Linked DNA regions of Mus musculus: regions 1, 2 and 3 are each linked to region 4. A link is a contact called in public ChIA-PET, HiCAR-type and HiChIP or PLAC-seq data. All regions are on one chromosome and are shown on one strand. Each heading gives the region's core, a stretch centred on a gene start, on an enhancer-like site or on the middle of the called end of the contact. The rest is flanking DNA. Distances are from core to core; before and after follow the strand shown. Region 1 holds the start of Armh4 (armadillo-like helical domain containing 4). Region 2 has its middle 70 kb from the start of Tmem260. Region 3 overlaps Tmem260 (transmembrane protein 260). Region 4 holds the start of Naa30 (N(alpha)-acetyltransferase 30, NatC catalytic subunit).

What was found. ChIA-PET counts read pairs in DNA pulled down with a chosen protein or histone mark. HiCAR-type assays count read pairs that join an accessible place to other places. HiChIP or PLAC-seq counts read pairs in DNA pulled down with a chosen protein or histone mark.
Region 1: a contact with region 4 is called in a HiCAR-type map of astrocytes, with 4 times the contacts expected there. The contact joins the promoter of Armh4 here to the promoter of Naa30 in region 4. A contact is called at or near these places in 8 of 39 promoter capture datasets (the C10 cell line, cranial neural crest, embryonic stem cells and 5 more), 2 of 484 Hi-C or Micro-C datasets (both in embryonic stem cells) and 4 of 115 datasets of contacts at active chromatin or transcription factors (astrocytes, embryonic forebrain, large pre-B cells and 1 more).
Region 2: a contact with region 4 is called in an RNA polymerase II ChIA-PET map of memory CD8 T cells, with 10 read pairs. The contact joins the enhancer-like site here to the promoter of Naa30 in region 4. A contact is called at or near these places in 2 of 39 promoter capture datasets (the 3T3-L1 cell line and neural stem cells), 3 of 115 datasets of contacts at active chromatin or transcription factors (astrocytes, memory CD8 T cells and pro-B cells) and 2 of 9 other capture datasets (adipose tissue and liver).
Region 3: a contact with region 4 is called in an H3K4me3 HiChIP or PLAC-seq map of bone marrow-derived macrophages, with 2.7 times the contacts expected there. The contact joins the enhancer-like site here to the promoter of Naa30 in region 4. A contact is called at or near these places in 13 of 39 promoter capture datasets (the 3T3-L1 cell line, the C10 cell line, the HPC-7 cell line and 7 more), 3 of 115 datasets of contacts at active chromatin or transcription factors (bone marrow-derived macrophages, large pre-B cells and pro-B cells) and 2 of 9 other capture datasets (adipose tissue and liver).

The regions. Positions count from the first base shown.
Region 1 is chr14:49,781,944-49,784,643 of GRCm38.p6, forward strand. It overlaps Armh4 (armadillo-like helical domain containing 4), which reads right to left and starts at 1,440. Exons shown (of 8, transcript NM_026142.5): 1 at 1,325-1,440. The coding sequence starts at 1,333.
Region 2 is chr14:48,375,042-48,377,741 of GRCm38.p6, forward strand. No RefSeq gene overlaps it. Among named protein-coding and RNA genes, the nearest start is that of Tmem260, 70 kb to the right of the region's middle. Within about 2 kb of position 1,265, at least 18 of the 459 cell types and tissues checked have an H3K27ac peak or open chromatin away from gene starts, as enhancers often do. A contact at or near this core is called in memory CD8 T cells, where this site is marked.
Region 3 is chr14:48,466,566-48,469,599 of GRCm38.p6, forward strand. All of the region lies in intron 3 of Tmem260 (transmembrane protein 260), which reads left to right. Among named protein-coding and RNA genes, the nearest start is that of Tmem260, 22 kb to the left of the region's middle. Within about 2 kb of position 1,251, at least 3 of the 459 cell types and tissues checked have an H3K27ac peak or open chromatin away from gene starts, as enhancers often do. A contact at or near this core is called in bone marrow-derived macrophages, where this site is marked.
Region 4 is chr14:49,170,956-49,173,871 of GRCm38.p6, forward strand. Naa30 (N(alpha)-acetyltransferase 30, NatC catalytic subunit) reads left to right here and starts at 1,291. Exons shown (of 5, transcript NM_027492.2): 1 at 1,291-1,422; 2 at 1,661-2,438. The coding sequence starts at 1,662.

The DNA.
Region 1 (2,700 bases), core at 190-2,689, 610 kb after region 4:
GGTGAGCCTTGGGGAGTTTTGCAATCAATATTAAGGCAGCTGCATAAGTGTGTAGTTCATTAGTCCAGCCGATGTCACAAATGCTACTGTATCCATAAGAGCAAACCAGGCTGGCTTTATAACCCTGAACAATAGGAGCAGCATTCTGACCCTGCAAAGCCTCCCTCTGGACTCCGACTCTTAGTGAATGATGCTAAGGATTTGCTGACTTCAGCTGCCTGCTCAGAAGATGCTTAGCTGAAGGAGACACACAGGGGCTTAATAGACTTCACATCAATAAAAACACAAAAAGAAGGGGGAGGCATGCAATTTCTGACCACGTATTGGTCCTCAGTGAAGAGCTCTTTCAGAACTCTGTGGGTGGTTTTCTAATCTTCTCTGAAATCCTCTTAGGTTTCAAAGGAAAACTTGCAAAGAAAAAAACATTGCAGACACTTGAAGAAGCCTTCTTTGCTATATTCCACAAGAGAGCTGCACTTTAATTTGGTACCCAAGTTTTCGTTCTAAGGAGAGGAAAGAATGTCTCATCTTGGAGAGCCCTGAATTCTTTGGCTGCTCCCTAGTTTAGCCAGGGTTCTAGTTTCCACAAGATTAGAATCTATATTGGCCGGCCTCTGTCAGTGACCAGGACACACATGCTAGGTCTCAGTGCCTCAAAACTGTGCTCTGTGCCTTGCTTGAGTGCCAAGCGCTGCAGAGTTTTCTCCCAGCTTGACCCCTAGTTCGTTTTTTTTTTTTTCTAATTAGGTTAAGTTCCCAGGGAGTGTCCTTCATTTGTCCTGGGGTACCCAGGAGAGCAAGAAGGCTCCCTGACATTCCTGCATCAAACATTCAACTATTTTTGTTTTTGTTTTCTGTAAAGTAGCAGGACCCTTTGGGGAGGCCACAGCAGTGCGCATTCGCTCCTCCATTGCTAGCTCTTAGTGGTACAGGAACACTGGGACCCAAGCTTTGAAAATGAACCACGGTCTTGAGGAACTTATCTTCCACAAGGTTGAACTGTAAGGGGAGGGGAGCAAAAGGAGCAAGTCCACACAAAAGCAGTCAGCCAGGAAGCTCTTCCTGTACAAAGGTTGCTCCCAGGTGCTGAGCAGCAAGGCTGGGTTGGACCAAGTAGTGCTGAAAGCCTTTCCCCGGCCTGCAAGATTCCTCCAGGGCTCACGGAGCTGTCCCTGCTCAGTCAGAGCCTGGGTACTGTGTTCCGGGAGGGTGCAGGGAGCTCCACCCTAGGGCTGCCCCACTCACAGAGCAAGCCCGCGCAGCCTTGGAATCCCGCCCCACCCCTGCCTCTCGCCAGGTCTGCAGAAGCCGGGCTTGTCCTCACCTGGAGCATTCAGCACAGCTGAGCGCGAAGGAAAGTGGCAGCGCCAGTGCCAGCCATCCCTGCCACGACTCACGTAGAGGCCGCCTACACTCCCTTGGCTGTCTGGGATGCTAGAGGGAGGGCGCTTGGCTTTGTTGTTTATTCATAAGACTGCAGCTAAGGCTAGGGATTGGCCAGCAGATAGGTACGCCCGCCTCTCTTGCAATGACGAGCTCAGTCACCACGCCCCTACAGTTTTGTGGACTCCGCTAACGCACAGGGCTGGATTAGAGTAGGACACCCGAGCCCGGGGCCCTTCAAGAGACCCTGCCCCCAACTGTCCCTCTTCACATCCTTGGCTTCTGCTGCAGCTCTCGCTACACTTTCAGAGAGGACACCAGATCACTGGTCCAACCAGAGCAGGAATTTCTCTGGTGTCTTGTAAACAAGCGGCACTCAGTCCTCAGATGCAGAGTGGTCCCTGTGGGAAGAGTGGGCATCTTGGTGGAGCTACTAATCAGAGGAACTCTGCAAGAACTGTTCCTGTCATTCAATCACATGTGCTAACTATCAAGTAGAAAATAAGAGTTAATAGGAGTCCGGGATTCTTTGCTCCTTCTGACACAAAGCAAGGTGCCATATAAATTACTGCATAAGAGCTGCACAAAAGCTCTGAAAATTAGAATGATCCCTTGAATGTTGAAGGTTCAGGACTACAGTTGGTGCAATGACCTAAGGCAGGGTTGCCCTTGCCTGTTATCTTTGAGCCTGTCAGGGACTCAGTTTCCCTTTCATTCTCCTAATTGTGAAGGGAAAGAAGTGAGGTTTAGAACAGGTCACACAGCACTCCCCCCTCGGTTCTGGTTCATAGGATAGCCTTTCTTCATGATGACCTTTTAAGGAGAGAGAGAGACAGAGAGACAGAGACAGAGACACAGAGAGAGAGAGCATGCACAAACGCACGCTTATCTTTGACGTATGCACCATCATCTTACTCTTCCAACTCCCCTTTACAACAGTTTGGTATATTTGAATGGAAGCCAGCAAGTGATTTTTGAATGGAATATGATTAAATTTAATTGATGGATGAAATCTATACTCTATACATGTGTTCAGCTCAATACATAATCCATTGTATGGTGACCAGGTCTCCTGCCAGATTAACCACACCCAACTAAGTGATATTTCAGAAGTTTCTTTTAAAGTCAATGGTTTGAAAATCAGGTCATGTCTTTTCATTATAAAATGTTCTATAATACGTATGGTAAGGTCCGAGCCAGCACACACACAAAAAAATGGATCAACTAAGCCCAAATTCTGGTAATTAAGAGAACTAAGGAAAACAACCCTAATGCTAAATATTGAGTCCAGAGTTCCAAGCTATGTATAAGAGATGG
Region 2 (2,700 bases), core at 15-2,514, 800 kb before region 4:
CACCTTCAGATAATGAGGAGCCTGGAAACGGAAGTGGTTTTTTGTTTGTTTGTTTATTTTGGTTTTTTTTTGTTTTTTGTTTTTTGTTTTTTGAGACAGGGTTTCTCTATGTAGCCCTGGCTGTCCAGGAATTCACTCTGTAGACCAGGCTGGCCTTGAACTCAAACTCTGCCTGCCTCTGCCTCCCGGGTGCTGGGATTAAAGGTGTGAGCCACCACGCCTGGCAAGGAAGTGGTTCTTGATGTGCCTCTCTCTCTCTCTCTCTCTCTCTCTCTCTCTCTCTCTCTCTCTCTCTCTCTCTCTCTCTCTCTCTCTCTCTCTCTCTCTCTGTGTGTGTATTTGTGCCTGTATGTATGTGGGTAGTATGTATGTGTGTGTGTGTGTGTGTGTGTGTGTGTGTGTATGTTTACATGATTATGTGTCAAAGTATGTGCCTGTGCTGGTAGAGGTCAGAGACTGACTCTAGGTGTCAATATTGGGTAATAAATCCTAAGAATAATCAGCATCTCTGTTGTCCACCTTTACTCTGGGAAACAAAGTGTCCGTTTCACTTCACTGTGTCGGCATAGCTAGCTCAATTGCCCTGTATTGGTCTCTCGGTGAACTTTGGGGCACAGCATTTCGGCTATACTGTCTGGCAAGTGAGCTATGGGGCATCCAGCTGTCTCCATCTCCAAGCACGGAGATGCTATACAAGTGGGCATCACCATACCAGGGTTTTTACATGGGTGATGATAGGAACCCAATCTAGGGGCATTGCCTTTCCAGCGCTCAGCCCGGCCCTTGATTGCTACTTGAAGACTCTGTGAATTATTGATGAGCACCAGCCTCTCTCCCCACTGTGAACATGTAAGCAGGAGTCAGTCGTGAAAAGATCCCAAATATCACTCCAGCGACAGTCACCAGGATCTGGGTAACAGTGCAAGCTCTGACTACACAGTGAGGCGACACGAACAGATGGCTTCCCAGAGGAAAGGCTGTCGACAGGAGTGTTGATTATTCTTCAGGTTTGCTGCCCAATATGCAGAACCTGACCTGCTCTCTGCCTCCAGACCAGTTTAAAATTGCTGTGAACGTTGTGTAATCTAACCAACAGGATTGATCCAGGTCAGGTATTAAGGGCTAAAATGGATTAAACAAAAGACACCCCCTTGTAACAAGAAAGAAACACTTCAAAGGTGGGATTTGTTCTTGTTATGACAAAGGAAGTGGATTTACAGACTGCCTTGAGGCACACCCCTCTGTGACGTTCAGTTTCCTTGCCTCGGCATAGAGAGATCTTTTTTTTCTCTGTCTTTCGGGTTCTTCCCTTCCCCCAACACAGGCTCTGGTCCCAGAGCCTCCGTCAGGTTGGAGCTGCAGGTTGAAGAGGATCTGACTGACAACATCTTTTCTTGTTTTTTTAAACTTCAGGCACCAGGCAGCACACTCATAAAATGAGCTAAGGACACTTCTGGGCTACTAGCTAGACGGAAGTATAGCAACAGACAGCAGTAGGTGAAACATGTCACACTATGCAGACTCAGGGCATCAAACTCTGACATCAGGGTAGAATGAACACAGTACCCTGCTGCCTATGTACTGCATGGAAATCCTAAAGAGAGAAATACAAACAGGAGCCAGGAGAGTCTAACAGATTTAAAAAGAAAAAAGATCCATTAACACCCTCCATTGCATAGACTTACATGGTCAGGACTGGGCACTGGGATTTATTTTCACTCCCCTGATGCAATGTCATGACTTTTTATTGTTCTGATGTAACCCAGAAACATGGGTCAGCATTAGGTGAGTGCAAAGCCCAGACAGCAGGGCTAAGACAATAAAGAGCAGTGAAAGAGAGAGAGATCGGGGGTTTTACTTGGGGAGAGCATGTTAGTGTGCATGCCTGCTCAGTTTAGGATAATAATTTAACAAGGAAAGGGCTGGGGCTACAACGCAGCGGAGAGTGCTTGGTTTGCATACTTGAAGCCCTGGGTTCCATCCTAATATTGGGAGGAGACAGGGGAAGAAGTTTCACTGTCCTGCCTGCCTAGAGCCTTGGTGGTAGCACAGTCAATCCACTATGGTAAGATCCCTTTGGCCACATCACACTCAGCCACCCCACCTGCCCTGCACCTTGCCCAAGCAGATACATAATACATACACACACACACACACACACACACACACACACACACACACACACACACACACACACACACACACGCCTCACTGCCTGCTATAGCACTTTGCCTGAGCAAATTGTTGGCCGTGCCGTGCCCAGCCCAGCCCAGGCCACATCATGCCTGTGCCATGCCAGGCCATTTGATGCTTCTTGTCCTTGGATGGTAGCAGCTACACATATGATGGCCAGTGGTAAGACCTGTCTACTCTGATCATCTATGCCACCACCCCATGAGAGAAACAGCTGACTTCTCAATGTCTTTAAGCAGCTTGAAAAGCAAACTCCTAAAAGACCACAGGCACCAACACTGACTAGTCTACTTGGTAAAACTATCTTCCCTAATTGAATGAGTAAGAAAATGTTTCTATGATAAAAAAAAAAAAACAGCCTAAAGTAATTCATGAAGTAAACCAGCCCCACCAGAGAACACTGGAAGGAATCTTCTGTACTGAAAAGGAAGATAAGTATATCCAAAAGCTACAGGAAGAAGGAAATAATACTGTGACTGGATGCAAAACAGGACTAAGAAAACTACC
Region 3 (3,034 bases), core at 1-2,500, 700 kb before region 4:
TCCCAGTGTTAGTAACTGGCCCACTCCAGCCTCTAAGTAAACTTTGTTTTCCAACGTGATTCCTAGCACACTTTACATTTCATTTGGCTGTTTCTCATGACCCACAGTGAGCTCAACCTTTCGTGACTGCCTTTACATCCTGTGTAGCCAGTCCAGTTTCCATCCCCTTCCCTTTCCCACCTGAACTGTGGCCTTGTCCTCCTGCCCTTCCTCTAGAGGCTTGGTCCACTGCTGCTACTCCATAGCTATGGTCCTGCAGTCTCCAACCTCAGCTGCACTTCCACCTCCGTCACTGTCTACAAAGCCTTGTGTTCAGCTGGGCATGTAGCTTAGCAGTGGGGCACTTGTCTAGCAAGCAGCAGGCCCTTGGATCAAGCTCTAGCACATTGTGTGCATGAGTGTGTGTATGCGTGTGTGTGTGTGTGTGTGTGTCTATGAATGTGTGTGTCTGTGAGTGTGCATGTGTGTATATGCATATGTGAGAGCGTGTGTGTGTGTTTGTGTGTGTGTGTGTGTGTGTGTGTGTGTGTGTGTGTGTGTGTGTGTGTGTGTGTGGTCAGTCTTGTATGTATCACTCCTGAGTGCTAGCCTTTCTCACAGGAGGTATGTCAAATTACCCCCTTTTCTTAATCTACCATTTCATGCATGTTGTAAAATTATGCCGTCAGTAATACTGATCTTGAATCTTAGCATGAAAACAATGTTGCAATACATGCATTAGAGTCTTGCATTGTTGGTGAACATTTTTAATTCTAGCTCTCAGGAGGCAGAGGCAGGCAGATCTCTTAGTTCAAAGCCATCAAAAAAAAATGAGAAAAAAATAGGCATTTTTAGGGGAAATTTGGAATTTGATTCATAAAATGTTGAAATCAAAGAAGCATATAGATTCAGCCTATATAGATTATTTTATGAAAAATAAAATTAAAAGTCCTCCAAAATGTTCAGCATTCTACCCTTTCATCCTTTGGGGTTTTTAAAGACATGGTCCTGTGCAGGTCATGCTTGCCGGGAACTAACTCTGGCTTCTTGAGTCATGACTCTCCTGTCTCCACCTCCTGAGTGATGAGATCATAGCTCTGTTCCATCATGCCTGGCAAAGCCTATGGTGGAATATGTACAGAGATCATTAAAGAGACCTTAAAAGCCAGGTGTGGTTATACACATAATTCCAGAGTTTGGGAATCTGGGACAGATCACAGATTCAAAGGCCAGCCTGAGCTACATGAGAACCTGTCTCAAAAAGAAAAAAGAACCCCGCACAACTTCCTCCACATAGATATGGACTTCCTCTTCTCCACTATCTAGACAGTTTTCTTATAGTTGGACTGGGGAAAAAATGGCAATTGTAATAAAGGAGAATTGTGTCTTGTGGGCATTCTTGGTTGCAACCATTTGACTGGCTATGTTTAATAGAAAAGAAATATATTTTTAAAGAGTCAAGGTTAGGTAAGATTTAATCACCTTTAATTTCAGTACTTGGAAGGCAGAGGCAAGCGTATCTCTGTGAGTTCAAGGTTGGCCCAGTGTACACAGAAAGTTTCAGTCGAGCCAAAGCTACATAATAAGACCGTGTCTAAAACCACAAAAGATGCTGAGAAGAACTCTACAGTTTGATTTAAAAGAGCAAGTGACCCAAGAATTTTTTAGAATTGGGACAGGGCCAATGAAGTGGCAGAGAGGGCAGAAGTATGCAAATGACAGACAGACAGAAGAAAGATGCATGGTGTCTTTAGGATGCCAATTACTCGACACATACTAGACTGGGTTGAATTACAAATTCAGATGAGAATGCTGGGCAGCATGGCGCATCCTTTAATCCCAGCCCTGGGGAAGCAGAGGTATGCAGATCTATGAGTTCGAGGCCAGCCTGGTCTCCAGAGTGAGTTCCAGGACAGCCAGGACTATGTAGAGAAACCCTGTCTGGGAACAACAGAATTGGACTATAGGTGCTCGTTGGAATGGAAAAACCCAGCCTCTCCCGCTCTGTTGCTGAGAAACAATTAAACGGCCCATTGCCTTCTGTCCTCAGCTTTAGAGTTACAGCCCCAGATCTGTTAGCTTAAACTCGGAGCAAGCTTCTCAGATGCTAAAGATGAAGGTTATACATTTGACTTCTGTCACTGTTTCTATAGAACGTACTTCCTTTTTCATCTATAACTTTACTCAACAGTTTCATATCGTATTTCTCTGGCGCTGAGAACAGTTTAGTGCAGGAGGATACAGTTTGTTGCAAACCATCCTGATCTGAGGTTGGAGCATTCAGATTTTGCTGGCATGAGGTCAGTGTTCAGGAAAAGCCATCCCTAAGCATCAGTGAGTGACTAGATAGATTTTCTTAGTGACGCCAATAATGTTACCTTGTTTTGCTCAATAATTCAATCCTGTGAAGTATCTGAAAGAGCAAATAGCAAGAGTTCCTAGTTCTAATGTCTGGCATAATCAGTTCAGATATGTCTGGTATCTTGAGCCTAACAATACAGATATAAAACCATTGCACATTAGGGGATCTTGGGCTTTCTTCCTGGGAATTTATTAACATCAGTAATATCAGTCTCTTTGATTCTACTTAATTGTCCATCTGGTGGTTTTAAACTTTGACAAACTTTTCTTCCAGAAAAAGTATATTTAAACCTGTGAACAGAGGTTTTGAATATAGTTTAGCCTTACGCAGTAGTATGTTGTTTTACTGTAATGTGAAACACAATTCTAATAACTATTAAAACTTTATTCTAGTTCATTCCTCATTCCAGAAGGTACCCATTTAATCAAAATACAATTTTCCACTAATCCAGAATAATTCATTTCATATTAAAACCCAGATACCTGTCTTTGAATCCACAACATAGCAGCACGGGCAGCTTGGCTACAGTGTGAATGCTAGTCCAGCCATGAGTTACCACAGGATCTTGGAAAAATAACCTGACCCACCTGGGCCCCAGTTTCTTTGTTTGAAAATAAACATTGTTACTCTTTAAACCTATTGTGTTTATGGCACAAAATGATGGGTTTTGTAGTGACAGTTGCATGCAGGTGT
Region 4 (2,916 bases), core at 41-2,540:
ATTTATTTTTAGAAACAGTTTTGCTATGCAGCCCAGGCTTCCTTTGAATTCCATAGCTTTTTACTTTTGCCTTCTGAGTACTTGGATTCCAGACATGTGCTGACTACTGCAGCTCACTTTTTTTTTTTTTCAGTTTAGATTATGGCACAAAGTTGCAAACACCTGTCATAAAAGCCTATCTCTGAAAACATGAATCTTGGGCATACCTGACTAGCTCTATAAATCAGTTGAAATAAATAAAAAAGCTATCTAACACATTTTATTCTTTTTAAACTTGTTATGGGTGTTTGCCTGTATGTAGGCGTATCTGTGCACATTCCTGATGCCCTTGGAGGCCAGAAAAGGCTGTAGCCTCCCTTTGACCTGGGATTACAGACAGTTGTGAACTGCCATTTGGGTGCTGGGAATCTAACCCTAGTGTTCCTTACTGCTGACTCATCTCTTCAGCTCCTACAAGTTAATAAGTAACTTGATTAGTATGCGTGTGAGTTACTCAACTCTCAGATCAGATATGCAGAAAACTACCAGCTGTGGATTAGAGCAGAGGTAACCCACACGCTCAAAGTTTTTACACCTGCTTAGCATATCACATGGGAGGATCCCGTGAACTCTTACCAGGTGCTTCCCAACCTAACACAATTACAACCACAAATCAGGAGTACGCTTGTTAGCCGCCACCATCTCTGTCGCTTCCCCCAGTTGTTGCCTTTCGTTGTCCGGCACCTGTTTGTCACATTTATGCCTTCAATCTTTGGGGTGGAGGAATGGGGCAACAAGACTACTAGCCATTCTTTTGTCCCAACGGGGTAGGTAAAGGTTCTTCTTCTTCTTTTTTTTAAATTGCAAAATGCTATCTTCACAGCTCAATGTTTTAAATTCCCTCTAATTCGCGGTCCAGGCCGGGATTTGCTGCCTTTGTAGCCGGCGCTCCCTGCCCCACGCGCCAGGTCAGAGCAAAAGTTGTAACAGTACAGCTGCATAAAGGCACTAGAGGTTGGATGTCAACAGCCAGCAGCTCCCAGGGCACCTAGCCCTGCCCACCCGGGGAGGCTGCGGGGCGAGTTCCGCAGGAACCTCTGGAACCCCAGGCTAGAGCCCCACCCCCGGCACGCGGCCTCCCGGAAGCCCTCCGGAGACACCTCGGGCCCCGCCCCTGCACAGGTCACCTCCCTCCACGCCCCCTTTTCTGGCCCGGCAGCCGGCAGGCAGGGAAGTGTCGTAAAGCTTGGCCCAGGAAACTTTACCCGGGGTAACAGGCGAGGCGCTTTACGGCGGCGGCGGCGGCCGGGTGAGAGGCTCGGCAGCGGCGGCGACAGCGGTGGCGGTGGTGGCGGCGGAGCGGCCGCGGCGGTGAAGGCGACTGCGGCGCGGCGGTGGCTGAGGGAGAGGAGCGGCGGAAACGGCGGCGGGGAGCGGCGCGGGGTGAGCCGCGAGGAGGGGCGGGTGGGAGGCGGTGACACGGCCGGCGGCGGGGCTCGGGCGGCCAGGGACGGTGGCCGGCGCGGCGGCGTGGGGGCGGCGCGGCGTTGGGGACACTCGGTGAGGGACGGTTTCTGCCTTTGTTCCCCCCGCCTCGGCCGCCCCCGGCCCGCCAGTCCGCGCTGCCTGGCGCCGGTCGGCCGCCTCTCATGGCCTCCTCTCTCGGCTGTGTCGCTTCTAGGATGGCGGAGGTACCGCCTGGGCCTAGCAGCCTCCTCCCACCACCAGCGCCTGCGGCCCCAGCGGCGGCGGAGCTCCGCTGCCCGTTCCCGGCGGGGGCCGCGCTCGCTTGCTGCAGCGAGGACGAGGAGGACGACGAGGAGCACGAAGGCGGCTGCGGGAGCCCAGCGGGCGGCGAGGCGGCGACCTCGGCCAAGGCGCGTTCTTGCCTTCGCTGCCCGCAGCTGCCTCCGGAGCAGCAGCAGCAGCAGCTCAACGGCTTGATCGGCCCAGAACTGCGACACCTCCGGGCCGCGGCGACCCTCAAGAGTAAGGTTCTGAGTGCAGCGGAGGCGGCCGCCCCCGACGGGGCCTCCAAAGTGACTGCCACAAAAGGAGCCGAGGGACACCCGGGGGAGAGACCTCCCCACTCGGTCCCCAACAATGCAAGAACTGCACTCCCCGGCCGGTCAGAGGCAGCGGCGGCGGCGGCGGGGGCGGCGAGCGACCCCGCTGCGGCCCGAAATGGACTGGTGGAGGGCACCGAGCAGCAGGAGGAGGAGGAGATGGACGAGCAGGTGCGGCTGCTGTCTTCGTCTCTGACCACCGGCTGCAGTTTAAGGAGCTCCCAGGGCAGGGAGGCCGAGCCCGGGGAGGATCGGACGATACGATACGTCCGATATGAATCTGAGCTCCAAATGCCTGATATCATGAGACTGATCACCAAAGATCTGTCTGAACCCTACTCCATTTATACGTATAGATATTTTATCCACAACTGGCCACAGCTGTGTTTCTTGGTAAGTGGATGGAATGAAAACAGGGTGAGCCCAGCAGAGATCCAGGCCACTCGGGGCAGGGAGTGTGAGGGCCCGGAGTGTGGCCGTGGATGTATCCTTCATTTTCATAGTACCTTACAGATGGGAGGCGCGAAGGTGCGCACTTTTCCCAGGTATTCCGTGGAACTGTGTGGAAGGTAAGAGCTCGTGATCTGGGTTATCTTGTGACTTTTGGAACAGCAGCAATCCTGTGCAGAGCATGTTTCACATGGGGGCTGTCTTACATCCTGTTTACATTAGCTTCTAATCATGTTTAACCTTCCTCATCCTTAGAGCACTTTGCTGTGATTGAATTGGAACATGGTTTTGATCCGATACAGGCCTTAGTAATAACTCAGTTACAGCCATGGTCGGGGAAGAATATATGCGCTAAATGTGCTTTAGTCAACATGGCTGTCAGCAAACTTGCTGTGGCCACACAGGAGAATGAAATCGCAGG